2 separate regions of the Columba livia genome follow, and region 2 is linked to region 1. A link is a contact called in public Hi-C data. All regions are on one chromosome and are shown on one strand. Each heading gives the region's core, a stretch centred on a gene start, on an enhancer-like site or on the middle of the called end of the contact. The rest is flanking DNA. Distances are from core to core; before and after follow the strand shown.

Evidence for each region. Hi-C and Micro-C count contacts between places; a contact is called where the count stands out from the background.
Region 2: a Hi-C map of crop shows a contact between it and region 1, with 2.6 times the contacts expected there. The contact joins two enhancer-like sites. A contact is called at or near these places in 2 of 2 Hi-C or Micro-C datasets (crop and liver).

What each region holds. Positions count from the first base shown.
Region 1 is chr5:14,074,107-14,080,898 of bColLiv1.pat.W.v2, reverse strand. All of the region lies in intron 1 of BCL11B (BCL11 transcription factor B), which reads right to left. Among named protein-coding and RNA genes, the nearest start is that of BCL11B, 7.7 kb to the right of the region's middle. Within about 2 kb of position 5,093, at least 1 of the 3 cell types and tissues checked has an H3K27ac peak away from gene starts, as active enhancers do.
Region 2 is chr5:14,119,549-14,126,368 of bColLiv1.pat.W.v2, reverse strand. The region is part of intron 3 of BCL11B (BCL11 transcription factor B); the gene reads right to left. Among named protein-coding and RNA genes, the nearest start is that of BCL11B, 53 kb to the right of the region's middle. Within about 2 kb of position 1,603, at least 2 of the 3 cell types and tissues checked have an H3K27ac peak away from gene starts, as active enhancers do.

The DNA.
Region 1 (6,792 bases), core at 3,844-6,343:
TAAAGGCACTGTCGCAAAACCATCAGCGCTCCTACTTCTGCGTGGTGACATCATTAGAGCATATGTGCCCCATACAAACAATACTCTCGTGCCCAATATTAAAGCAAATGCACATGTTTACTACTTTCTGCCTGTCAGATGTCTCAAAATTGTACCCATTAATAGTGAAAAAGACTGAGTTACTAAAAATAATTTCCAAGGCCTCAAAGGACAAAACCGTGGATGCTTGTTTACGGGGTTTGGGTGAGGCTGGGTCCAGACAGCAGTAATTTATTGCACTGCAGAACCAAGGTAAGAACAGCTCTAAAAGTTGCCAACCTATTCTCTTCTGTATTTTTCCTGTCCCGCAGTATCAACAGGAGGCAGAGGAAGGGGGAAGGGGGAACAGTTTGGTGCTGGGCCAAAGCATTGCATGTCAAACCTCCCTTCCGCGGTCGGCTTCTGCACAAATCGATAACAGAGGGTTAAGGCAAGCACTGCCAGTGCCTTTGCTGCAGATGGTGGGTGAGTGCCCTGCCTGCCAGGGCACTCCGCCACAGCCACTGCCCAACCTTCTGCACAGCGGGGGGCAAAGCATGAGCTACCTCAGGGGTCACCTGCCTCCGGGACAAGCTGGGGCTGCTTGAGGTCTGCCATGGTGCCACAGCTCCTGGTGCCCAGGCATGGGAAGCCACCCGCAAGCCTGCCGCAGTGTGTGGAGTGTGCCGTTCTCCACACACAGGCACTGCTGTCTTGAAGGCACATCCAGAAAGAGCTCAGCCTAGTTGGGAGCGAGCACAAAGAAGTGACTTGCTCTTCAGGGTGTTGGCCCAAAGCAGGCCTGAAAATGATGTCCCTTCAATCGACACCCACATGTCACATTTACTGTAACATCAACATGCTTAACGGAAATAGCTCAGATCACACGCTCTCTAGCTGGGTTATCGCCGAGATCGGTGTCAGGATCCTCGCTGCACAAAGACTAACGGCTGCTCGAAGCAGGCGACGGGGCTCCTCGCCATCTAAGTTTATCAATAACCTGTTTCTAGAGCCTTCCTGCAGCTCCCTGCAGCTTCAAGGTGCAGTGTTGAGCTTATGCCTATATATTGCATCAGCATCGTGCTCAGTGGTGCTAGGCACTGCTTATCTGCCATCAATTTTTAATTTTTTTCTGAGGACTGAAAAACAATTGTTCAGAGTGTTGGTTTTTGTTGTGTTGTTCGGTTTTTTTTAATTAAAGTCCGAGCCTGCGTTGGCCAAAAGAGGCGACTTAATGGGGAAGCCCTAGAAACACCGGGGTCCATAGCTCTGCTGCTCTTTGCGAGCGGTTCCCAGGCATATGCCAAGTGCACAAAGGCGGCAGGAGCAGCAGCAAACCTCCGTCTGCTGTGCCGTGCGTGGCCCCGGTGCAGCTGTCAAGCCGCTGCTGTCCGGTCCCTGCTGCCACACACCAGCCGCTGTGTCCCTGTCCGGTGGTGGCAATGGTGGCCAAGGCAGGCTGGGCACTGACACTGGCCTGCAGCAGCGGGATGGAGCCCCCGGAGCTTCCCCTGTTGGGTACCAGCACCGAGTGGAGCGGGACCCTGTGGTGTGGGGCAGGTTTCACTCCAGCACCTGAGTGAGCCCCGTGCACAGCTGTGAGTGAGAGGGTTCTCCTGCAACACCAGTACATCAGACACCTTTTGCAGAAGTATCCCAAATCCCTGGGAAAGCAGTTTAATCCTCCGTACACACCTGAGACAGAGCAAGCCCAAGCACCCCCACAAAGAGCCAGGCAACGCATCAGGGTTTAGGGAAATGAAGAGGGAAAACAACACAATAACCACACTGGACCCAAACAGGACAAAAGCCAAGAATATCCGAGGATCTACAAAAACCCCCAACACTTGTCATATGTTATTTTATCAGAAACTATGTACGGTGAAGAAGGCAGGGATGTGTCTCCTCTTAAGTAAGCTATACGTTCATAAAAAATATTTACTGCTTTAGAAAGTGTAAAATGCATAGGCTCTTCTATAGACTGCAGCAGCTGTAAATCTCCACAGATAAAATGGGATGTGATGATGTGATATAAAAGCATGCTTTGTTCCCCAGTGAATACATTTGTTTTATTTAAAACTAAACGACAACCAAGGAGAGAAAGGAGCGCTCGGTGCCACAAAAGGAGAAGGAGCAGTATTTGGGTGCAAGCTTTTAACTGGCATAGAAAAGGATATTGGAAGCACAGATTCTTACCCAAGGATTTTAAAGGCATGATCAAAATTGAGTAATTAGTTTTGAACACGTATTAAACACATAACAGCTCTGTTCTTTTCTTAAATATCAGGCTCAAAAGCAACTGTGTTTCTCAATTGTGTACGGCACACTGTTGCTCATATGCAATTTTCTTAAGCCTTTTTTTTTACTTTCATTGAAACATATTCATTATAACATTCAGCGAATTTATGGCTTCTTCCAGTGGCTTAGTAAAAGGGGTCATAAAAAAGTTAAGTAAACCAGCGTGTTTTTTTCCTCTCCCTTAACTTTGGATTCCTTTTTTATACTGTGCTGCCTAGTGCTTAGTCTTTGGAAAGTACCTTGGGCATATCCAGCACACACACAAATTATCAGCTGCTCCAGGAATAAAAAAATTTTTAAAAAAAGGAATTTCTTGCACTGAGGCAACTGCACAAAAGACTTGCATATGTCAAAAATACAGAACTAAGTCCCCGTGAATGCTGCACCATTAATCAAATCCCCGATCTGGTGTCACTTTTGCCAGTAAAATGATGATACTCTCTAACCTGCTTCTACTGGCGTGTGCCTGCAACGCATGAAGTGTGTCCCTCTGCTTTAATTTGTTTTTGAATAGCCTGCTTTAGGCATTTTTTATATATCCTTTGGAAAAAAAAAAAAAAAAGAAAAAGAAAAGAAAAAAAGAAACAGAAAGAGGCTACTACTTAAAGCTCCAACAAGGGTCTACAGTACTGAGCAAGAAACAGCATTTTGGGAGGGAGGGTGGACAGCGAGCAAATTTAACTGATGTTCGGGAGCTGAACACACAGCTGCTTCTGAGGCTGTAACCGTGGGTGCCGAGGAACGATGTGCAGCCTGCCCAGATACATTTTAAGAAAGTAAATAAACATGAAAGAGGAAGGTGCTGTAGTAAGAGCAGCTGAATGAATCATGCATTTATCAATGCACGCAGTTATTGCTGTCGTTTCCCTCCCTCGTTAAAAAGATACATATATATAAATCCATCTACAGCCAATGCTGATGCTTCACCAAGCATTTTTATGGTACCACTAACTTTAAAGCAGGCGGTAACCCCCAACCCTCATTTATTTTTCCGCCTGCTTTCTCTGGAGGCTACCGAGGGAAGACCAAATTCAACCGACCACTGCAACACAACCCTGGAGAAACAAAACTGCGATCAAAAAGAAGGAAAAGCTCCATCAGTGAAGCAGAGAGCCATTTTCAGGTAGCAGGTCTCTGTGGGGAGACTTTTCCACCAGGCTTCAACCTGGGGGAGTGGGACGGGTGGGAGGCAGAGGAGGGAGCAGGACGAAGGGGAGTGTGGTTGTGCATGTGCTGGGTGGGCAGAGGCGACGGGGAGGAGGAGAGAGAGATTGCTGTTTCTCTTGGTGAAAGTTAACAGTTGTGGAATGGAAGGAAAGCCATCGTCAGAAAAGTTTGATTTTTCAGGAGGGGAGAAGGGAAGGTTTCTCCCGCGACTGGGGAATGCCAGCATCAGCAGCGGCCTGGGCACTGTGCTCTTCAGCTTATCGGTCTGTCAAACGAGCTGGCTGCTGTCTGTATGCTTCCAACTAGCTCAATTCAAACATAAATGAAGTAGAGAAATAATCAGATAAATTGCTGGCCCTCACTACCCAAGAGTGAAGGGGTTTTGTACAGCTGATGACAGCCCTGATCTTTTGTCTGACCTAATTTACTTCTCTTTCAGGTTAGAATAAAGTGCACTTTCCTGTCACAGGATAACCTCCATCCACATATTGTGCCATAAAAATAAGAAGATGCTTGTGCTATGTTAGCAATATCATAACCTGATGAATTTCTAGGGTTGGGTGAAATAAACATTCACCGATCAAAGCTTCCCATGTGTACGCCACAAAATTATATGTTTGGGCAAGAAAGCGTCCCGCTAAAGTCCGTCCATGAAGCACAAGCCGACTGCAGTAGAGAACAGCACAAGACCAGCAGAGCAGCCTGTGAGCTGCTCAGCAGCAACTTCTGCATGACAGATGTGATTTTGTGTTTATTTCTCTAGAAAAAAAAAAAAAAAAAAAATAGCTTATTTTCGTTTGCAAGAACTGCAGATTTTTTTTGCTATACGGGTCTGATGATGAAAGTAAGGTAAACTATCTAATGTTAAATCCTCTCGGCAGGGATACATGTGGCTTTCTGACATGTAATCAACACCAAATTATGTACATGTATGTCTGCTTTATTGCTCTACACACCTTCCCCTAGAACTCCAGTTTCCCCGCTCTGTGTTTTTATGTCCACTGGAACAAACAAATGGGTCTCTGTGGGTTTTTTTCCCCCCACGCACAGAGACTCACTCATGTACAGGTATAATTAGCCTGATTGCTATCTGACAACAACAAATTGAGAATTTAAACATCGTACGTTGACGATAAAAGGCATTGTTAAAAAATAATTTGAATTAAAAATTCCTGCCCGCCCGAGCCCATTACTCAGCCACAATTTAGCTAAAAATAGATTTGTCTCGCTCACAGCCCCTCTCAGCTAGTGCTGTATAGATCTTCGCATGAAAATCAATACCACAACTTTACACCGAAAACATTTTGCAACACCGTAAACTGCCTGAGCCGCGGCTGTGATTTCCCCGGGCAGCGCATCCCGTCCCGGGCAGCGGCCCCGCCGTGCCGCGGGCCGGGAGCTCCCCCTAGTCGTCATCTCCCGCCACTGGCAGCCGGGCCACCAGGCAGGCTCGGGAGGCGAGCAGAAAAGAAGCCAGCAAAGTTTATTTTGGAAAGTGTTTTTCCATCAACAAACAGCACGGAGCGCAAAGCGATCCAGGTAGGAAACGCGGAAGGGAAGCAAAAGTCTTGCACAGAGGCAATTTTTAAGCGAAAAGATTTGCCAGCAGGAAGCTCAGCCCCGGGAAGAGCCGCTGAAGAGGTGTCAACTGGAGTCGGTAACCGGTATCAATAATTTGTACTACTTCTACGAGCGCACACTCCTGTAAGTCCTAATTATTGTCAAATATGCCACAAGACAACCCTTTGTTCTCCAGAGAAACATACATTTTGCGCAAGACAAGGGCTCCAACCACTCCTATTAAAGGCAGCCAGGTTGTAAAATCTTGAAGACTTTTATTTCTCAATATTTAAATAAGCCGGACAAAATATGCTCTGCATCTGCCGACCAGCAAATAACATAAAATGCAAAATGATTTCTCACCCGCTGTATATCTATTTAAACCACTGAGCACATCCAACAAAAAGGACAGAACAACCTAGATCCTCAATCTAGCTACGCTGCAACAGTTTTTAAAAAACATTTTAAAATACCAGAAACTATTAAAATGTGCCAGTTTTTTTTTTTTTTAAATCTCGCAAGTCTGGTACAAATACATTCAAATGAACGGCAAGTGAAAGCCAACAACATGCAACCTTTATTTTCCTGTCCTATTTAAAGCCAACACATGTAATGCTTTTTAAAAACATGTTAAGCTTTTCTGTGCACAACTATGCAGGTATTATGAAAAAGTCAGCTGCCTCCAAAATAATAATAATTTCCACTCTAATTCTTTAGTCACAGCTTACGTTCTCTTTGTATTAGAATTTATTACCTTGGTGTGTTTTGTTGTTTTTTGGGGGTTTTTTTTTGTTTTGTTTTTCTGTAGGAAAAAGTGCATTAATTGCACTAAATCTAAATGCATTTTAAGAGAAGCTCCTTGAAGCAATTTGGAAAACTTTGACATGCAAAAACTTGTAGGGTTTTTTTATTATTATTGCTAATGACTACGTACAGATACAAAGCAATAAAGGAAATTATTACTTTTCCTAGGGAACCTGTTGACCAGGTACTGAAAAGCCTCCTTGGGAAACCTGGCTTTCTACCTGGAATTGTATGATTTTACTGAACCTTTCCCTCCCAGTCTTTACTTCTGCTCTACAGAAATGTTCTTGCATTGCCGCCTTCTGCAAAACTGCTATCAGCAAGCTTTTTACATGCTCTCGCCTTTCACATTTCCTTCAAATACAAAATGCAGGACTAGTTTGAAAACAGATTTCTCGAGTTAAAAAAAGATGTTTAGCTGGAAAATCAGCAATTTGAATCAAACTAAAATAACGTTTATTTGCATAGAGCAGCTCAACAGCTCAGCCTCCTCTTTACATAATTGCCTCTTTGGCTTTGTCCACTCATCTAACTGAGCTCGACTACCAAGTTTGTTCTGTCCACCACGGCTGAATAAAGGTCCAGAGCTGCTCTTCTCTAAGTGTTTTCCTTCTTTTTGCCCTGCACATGCATCTATTACGGGGCTGCCTGGTTGAGGATCAACAGGCCATCCTGTTTTGTAGTTTTAAAGACCACTGTGCTAAGGATACACTGCAACTCTGGACCACGACTACATTTCAGCCCCTCTGCTTTTTGTGTTGTTTGTCTTACACAGGATCTAAATGTTTCTCTGAACACCAAGAGCATGAAACCCAATAAACTCCAGCTGAACAGTGTCAGAAAACTGTTCTCTCTCTCTCCCCCCACCTCTCTCCCAATCTCTATTTCCTTGCCTGGCACAGACCTCAAATCCAGCCTGAAATGCAACTTTCCTGACAGATGCCA
Region 2 (6,820 bases), core at 354-2,853, 49 kb before region 1:
TCTTTTGTCCACAGTCATACTGGTGAACATTTAAGAGTCCAGGAAAGATTTTTAAGAGAGGTTTTAAAAAAGAAAGATTTCTTGTTTTTTTGGAAACACTCACAATCCTATTGCCATTGTCAGAAATGCCTGCCCTTGGCCAGAATTTCTCCTCCTCCACTCTGACATGCGCTGGCTGCTAACCTGCTGTTACATACTGGCTGGGAAGGCGAACTCCGACAGCCAAGAGAGCACCACGTGTGAAAGGACTGTACAGCATCATGCATTACTAAACTGAGGAGCCCACGTGAAAAGATCCCATTGGTACCTGCTTTTATATAAAAGCTATTGCACTTACTGTGTGCGAGTGTACGTCAAAGTTGGCAGGATGTTACAAAAACTGATCTTGTGCCCAGGCAATTCAGTCTTTTGGTCGTTTTACTGTCTGCTCTCCACAGTTCTGCATGAACTCAAGCTAGCAAACTCTGAAAAGCATTTGGCCTGGCTTGCCAGAAATGCTTGAGCACCTAGCCAGTCCACAAATAGAAAAGAGAACAGTATCAGCTTCGTAATTCTTTTTATGGGTTGAATTAACTTCAGAATCAGCATTGTGCAGGCAATAGCTCTGGAAACTGAACTTACCTGCCCTCGGACGACATACTCCCCAAGTAAGAACTGAGACACAAAGTCCTGGTTATAATCAACTCACAGTGCACTCTCTTGAACTGGAGTTTGTCAAGTATTTCTGACAATTTGAGGATAATGCTGTCTTGTGTACAGATATTTCACAAGCAGAGAAAAATACTACCTGGGATACATTATTTGTTAACTGTTCACTTGGCTCATGATAGGTGTGTGACTCTGAACTGTATTTGGCATCTAACATCTCTCTTTTGATAAATAGCAATATCTTAGCAGCCTTCTCTCTGAGCCAGTGCAGACAAGGAATGGGCAGCACACGTTCATCAAACTAACATCTGCTTTCAATTCTCATTTATAGATGTGGAATCCTTTCAACTGGACATTAATCATTCTCTACAGCAGCAATTAGATACTTGAGACAGATCAGAACAAATCAAATTACTCTTATTTATTAAACAAAAAAATCCTAAGGAGTAAATAAAAAAGATACCAGACCATCCTGTGTGCAGCAACATAAAAAGAAAATTAAGATACTGACACACAGGAGTCTAAAAGCTTTCAGGTGCTAGTTTCAAAGCCTCAGCTGAAACCAAATAGCAAAGGGCTCTACTGCAGAATGCCTCACGGCTTATTTTAGCAATAAGGTATAATTGAAAGGATTAATGCAAATGTAATGTTTCCCTTCCAAAAATTCCAGGAATGCAAAAATTACTCTCATCTGCACTGTGTGACTCATGTTTTTAATGCTGGAACTTCATTTTCACTCATGAGGAATTCGAGCTCAGGGAAATATTACCACAGAAATCCTCATTCAGACGACAAAGGAAAATATCTTTCTCTTTCACTGCAGTTAAACAAAGGCTAAGAATCTTGTCTTTGGAGAGTCTGGCTTGGTTTGTCGTCAGGCAATGAACCCCCTGCACACCAAGGATAGACACTGCCCTCCCTGAGAGATCAAGTAGATCAGGCTGAGGAGCTCAGATTCTCCAGACTAGCTTGAACCAAGCAGAGTTGCTTCGTTACACTGTGTTTCCCCAGCTTCACACGGCAGACAGCTTTCAGCGGGCAAGTTGAGGGACACTGACATATTTGCATGGAGATTAGTAGCAAAGCATTTGTAGATCACAAGACAAATCTGGACTGGTCTAGGAGAAGTTACGTAGCTATCCAACAAACACCTGATAATTCCTTTTTCTATCTTTCCTTCAATTGCTTTTTCCAAAAATTGCTTATAGTTTTTAACGAGGAAACAAGATAGCGTGCTTGCTACAGAAAACTGGCAATTCCTACCTGAAGAGCTCTCACAATCTAGATTACATGTATCAGCAGCATTTCAGAGTTTTTTTAATAAGGAGGTGCTAAATGTTAAGCAGATGAGAAGTTTCATGCAAGAATACATCTGAGAATGGTGAGCAGGGTTTGGCCATCCACACACAAATGATACTCATCTGCCTGTGCCAGAGATCATGAAATCAATCGTCTGCTCACATCCAGAAAGCCCCATCCCACTCTGGGCTATCTTTGCTGCTGGAAAGCGCCAGGGTGGGACAAGCAAGTCCAGAGGAAATGAGGTTCTGCTGGACACCATGAAAAAATTAGTTGCTTCATCACTTCTCCTCTGAGCACCTACTCAGGTTGTCCATGGGTGGGATGGAGGCTTGCATGGGAAGGAGGAAGACACTTTTCCAGTGAACGTGTCAGATCTCTCCTCCTCTTCCTTCAACACCCACAGCCTCCCATGCTGATCCTTCCCTCTCCCTTCCCCAGCGCCGCATATACCTGACTGTAATAACAGGAGAGATACCATCTGGGGTTAGCTCATTGCATGTTTATTACTCCTTTGTTTATTTTTTAATAAATATAAACTGTTGTTACCTGTGCAAGGCTGTGCATCTAGCCCAGTTCTGGTGAGCCTTAAAAGCCTCAAATTGAAAATAGCCTAAAGATGTGAAGAATCACAGCCAGCATCGCAGCGCAAAAGGCAGCCAGTTAGCTGAGGTATGAAGAGAGAACCATTGCAACATGCAGCACCTAGGGATGGTTTTATATTTAAGATTTCCTGGCTCGGAGGTACTGTGTTGGCTAGTTAGATGTATTTATAAATAGAAGTGTCTGCTGACATTAATCACAATAATTTGGTGACGTGGCTACCGATGTCAAATTACGAAAGGTGCAGGTACCTTACAAAGCTAAGACCAGTTTATCATTGGCCAGATCATTTATCAGCCAGGGAAAATAACCTTTTCTCCATGTTCTGTGATCTCATGCAAACGGGAATCTGAGTAAGAGAGGGAGGAAGGGGTCTTGGGTTTTTATTTTATTTGGTTTTTCGTTTGGTTCGATGTAACTTTAAGAAATATTAATCTGCTCCTTCATTTAATTTCATCTCTACCACTGGCCAAGGGAAATGCACTAATTTATTAGTTGAAGTAAGCCTTGAGATAATGTCACCCACCATTCATCCAAATTTGTCACTAGCATCCCATTAAAGCTGTAATTATTTTTTAATTAAAACTAAGGAAGCTGGCATGCGTGTGCCTACTTTATACATCTGTTATGGGTTAAAATAGCTTTTAAAAAATGTTTTTTTAGACCGCAGTCTTTTGTGGCCATGGCCTATGCCAAAGAAAACGCAAACTTGCTTATTTTCTCCATGGGGCGCAACACTGCCTATGTGTGCCTGAACAGATTCGACTGGCCGTGAAAAGAATTCTAAATAAAACACAAACATGGAATTTGGCAACGCCACAGAAGCGAGCTTAAGACTAATTCCAGCATGCGGACGGCTCTCACACAGCAAGTCTGGCTCCACTATAAATGAAACCAGGCTCTGTAAAATCGCCAGTAAAGTTGGAGTTAGGATTTAAAGAGACAGCACTCTTATTCCAGAGTTTAGGGGAAAAAGCACACAGGCACACGTGCACACACTGTCACATACCCCAGCTTATTAAGGAAATTCATGCTGGCCCAATAAGTCTGAATGTTGCAAGCTGTGTTAACTTTCAGCAGCCACTTCCACTTAAAAAAAAAAAAAGTGCAAAATGCACTTGATTTTTAGAAAAAACGCTGTAATTATTACTGCAGGGACCACTGGCAGAGACAGCAATGAACGAAGGACCTACCTGATGGCAAAGTTGAAATGATATATTAAAAAAAAGAAAGAAGTTGGGGCAGAGCAGAGGAAGGGAAAGGTGTGGGTGGGGAGAAACTCCATGGTCAGGGTGGCCAAGGACAGAGCAGCCTGTTCCTATAAGCCAGCCCAGCAAGCGGGATGCTGACTCACTGGGCCTTGCTGGGAGGGAGCTCTATGCAATACAGCCCCCGTGCTGCCAGGGAGGGGAGCAAATCTAACCACGGACAATGCAATCCCCTGGTTAACACCTCCTCAGCAGCCCCAGCCAGCCCCAGAGAGTAGAGTGAGGAGAAAGTGAGAAACAGCATTCCCTCATCTTTACCTATTAAGGAGAAAACAAATTTAAGATGTCCCAGCTTACAATCACAAAATATGGCCTGGCAAACTTAACAGGAAAGGGCAAGGAGCAAATTATTTAACAGTGATAGTACTGTCTCCCACACATCCTCATTCTCCCTTACAGCTCTGGATGATATCAGAATTAAAATTAAACCACAGGTGCCAACCTCAAACCCTGACCATCAGTTTTTAACTCAAAACAGGGAGAAGAGAAGGGAAGATTTTCTGGCTAGAGGGTTCTAAATATGGGAAGACATTTATGAGTGTGCTCGACTGCACTAATGAACGCTGACAGTGGTGGTGAAGGCAGGGGCCAGCATCACTGGAGCTTTCACACTGCTCGGCATGGAAAATGTGCAGAGAAAGTACGAAGGAAATTAGGAGGGAGTTTACAACAATTTCACAAGATTTTGTACAACTATGCTATGTATTTCTTGCCAATGATAGCGAAGGGTTTGGTTTCAGTAGGCTACAGAGTTTTTAAGATGCTACCTCGACTTTACAATGGAGGTATTAATACAGTTTAAGGAGAACACAGAAAAAATACAGAAAGAATGTATTATTTTAAAATTATATTTTAAAAAGCATTGCAGAAAGGTAAAGTTACTCAGTAATCTTGTCCTCTCCGTAGCCAAAACCACAATGATCCTATTCCCAGTTGAACTGACGGTTCACACATTTTTATAAAGGTTTTTGATTAATCAATCCGTAAACACTCAATTTTTAGACAGACTTTGCATTATAAGCCTGTCTGTGCCACAATAAATGAACTTACTCTCTCCCTGTCCAACCTGAAGAGAGAAAATAACCCCAGTCTCTGTTAGGAGATGCAAACTGAAAAAAATAGGTCCCCCACAAGCAAAGGGTGCTGCTGCCATGTTGTTGTCCCATTGATTTTTTGTTTTTCTCACTGAACACCATGGACAGTTTGAAATGGTACATCTTTCCCGACAATACTCTGATTCTTACTTAAATTTCCGTACATCCCTGAATTCCATAGATCATGTTCACAGCTGGCATAAGAGTACAACACCACTGAAGTCAGAAAGCAGCTCCTGGAAAGGTGCTCAGCTAAGCATCCCTCAGCAGTCCCTAACCCATCCATCAGTGGACTGCTGGCATGGTACAACATGCCCTGGAAGAACTACGCTTGTCACACAGCCATGGAAGAGACGTAAGGATCAGGTTTAGACCTGGGCCTCAAGTGAAGTAATCTAGGTCAATACAAGAGAGGTAAGGAGACCATCTGACACACAAAAAGGGTAAGATGCTCTCCTCCCATTGCCAGGGGATGGACTGAAAATAATGAGTTCACAATAGGCTCCAAGTAGCCAAGTGACATTTAAACAAGCATAAAAGCTGCAGGTATGTTCTGCAAACTGTCCTCTCTCTAACCAGAGATTCCTTATGTTAATAGCAAAGACAAAAATTTAGAAAGCATTGTTTCATGGCATGATTCCAGTGCCTATGTCTCCCCACTGCCTTGCTTAGTGCCTGAGTTAACCTCATTCCAGAAGTCCCAGGACCTCTGACTCTTACAGCCAAATTCCTAAGAAATGTAAGCCCTCGCTGTGTGGGATTTTTGCCTGTTTCATTCCAAGCGCACGTTTTACTGATTCATAGAACCTGACTTCTCCAGTTTGTGCTACAGCAGGTTGTGTTAGCTGGAGTAGGGACCCATAGCAATGGATTAAGAAAAAAGCAAAAGGGAAATAAGGATGTCAAAGGCACATACCATACTCTACCCTATCAGCTTCCTGTATGTGCTGCAAAAAGGCTTGGAAAAAACCTGTCCAAAAGAAAGCAAACAACATAAAAGCGTATGTTGCTAACAGTTGCTCAACTGTTTACTGCTTAGCAGAGAGACAGACCAACATGCAGCACATAGGAGCCCAGTGGGGCACATGCGAGGTGCATCAGCATGGCTTCTTTGACTCAAATTCCTTTCTGAACATAAAGCATCCCATCTGAGCACAGAACTCTTCCTTTCATCTATTTTTATGAAGCACTCAGAAAAGAAAAAAGAATCCAGGTCCCCTGAATTAGGCAGCTCTGGAGGGACATAAGGTAATTTTTTTGCAGTTCTCTGGCCTAAACCTAAGACACTCCAGCAATATGTGAACCAATTCCTTTAAAAATTAAAATAAAATAAAGCTATTTCACTAAAAAATGTACAACACTTCACTGTTTTTTCCAACTTTCCCACTGGCTTGTGAATTCAAGCGCGGTTCTTATCGCAACTACCTACACCATACCCCATGGCTCGCCCTACTTCCTTTGACGCTGAGCATCATATTTGTGCACTAGAGACTTATCTCTGTTCTCACAAACTGAACAGCCCAATTCACTTCCTGGCTCAGACACACAAACGCATCCGCACATGTCTGACAGAAAGCGAGAAGAAAAGTGATGACAAAAAACTACTACTGAAGGGGCAGGAGAAAACTCCATCCTGAATATGCCAGGTGAGGCTGTACAAGTGAACTGTTTAGCATATGCTATGTACAAATGAATGGCAATTTACTGAAAGAATAATTGCAAACATTTATGCCTCGTGCATGTGTATAAAAAAAAAAAAAATCAGCTCTTCGAAAGCTGGTGCATTGCCCAACAGAAAGGCAAGGCACCTGACAAACACTACCCCTAATTTTGTCGCTTTGTAGGTGATTGCTTCCTTCCTTCCTGCAGTTGAATTCTTCTCTTGGGAAGTGTTCACCAAGAGGCATT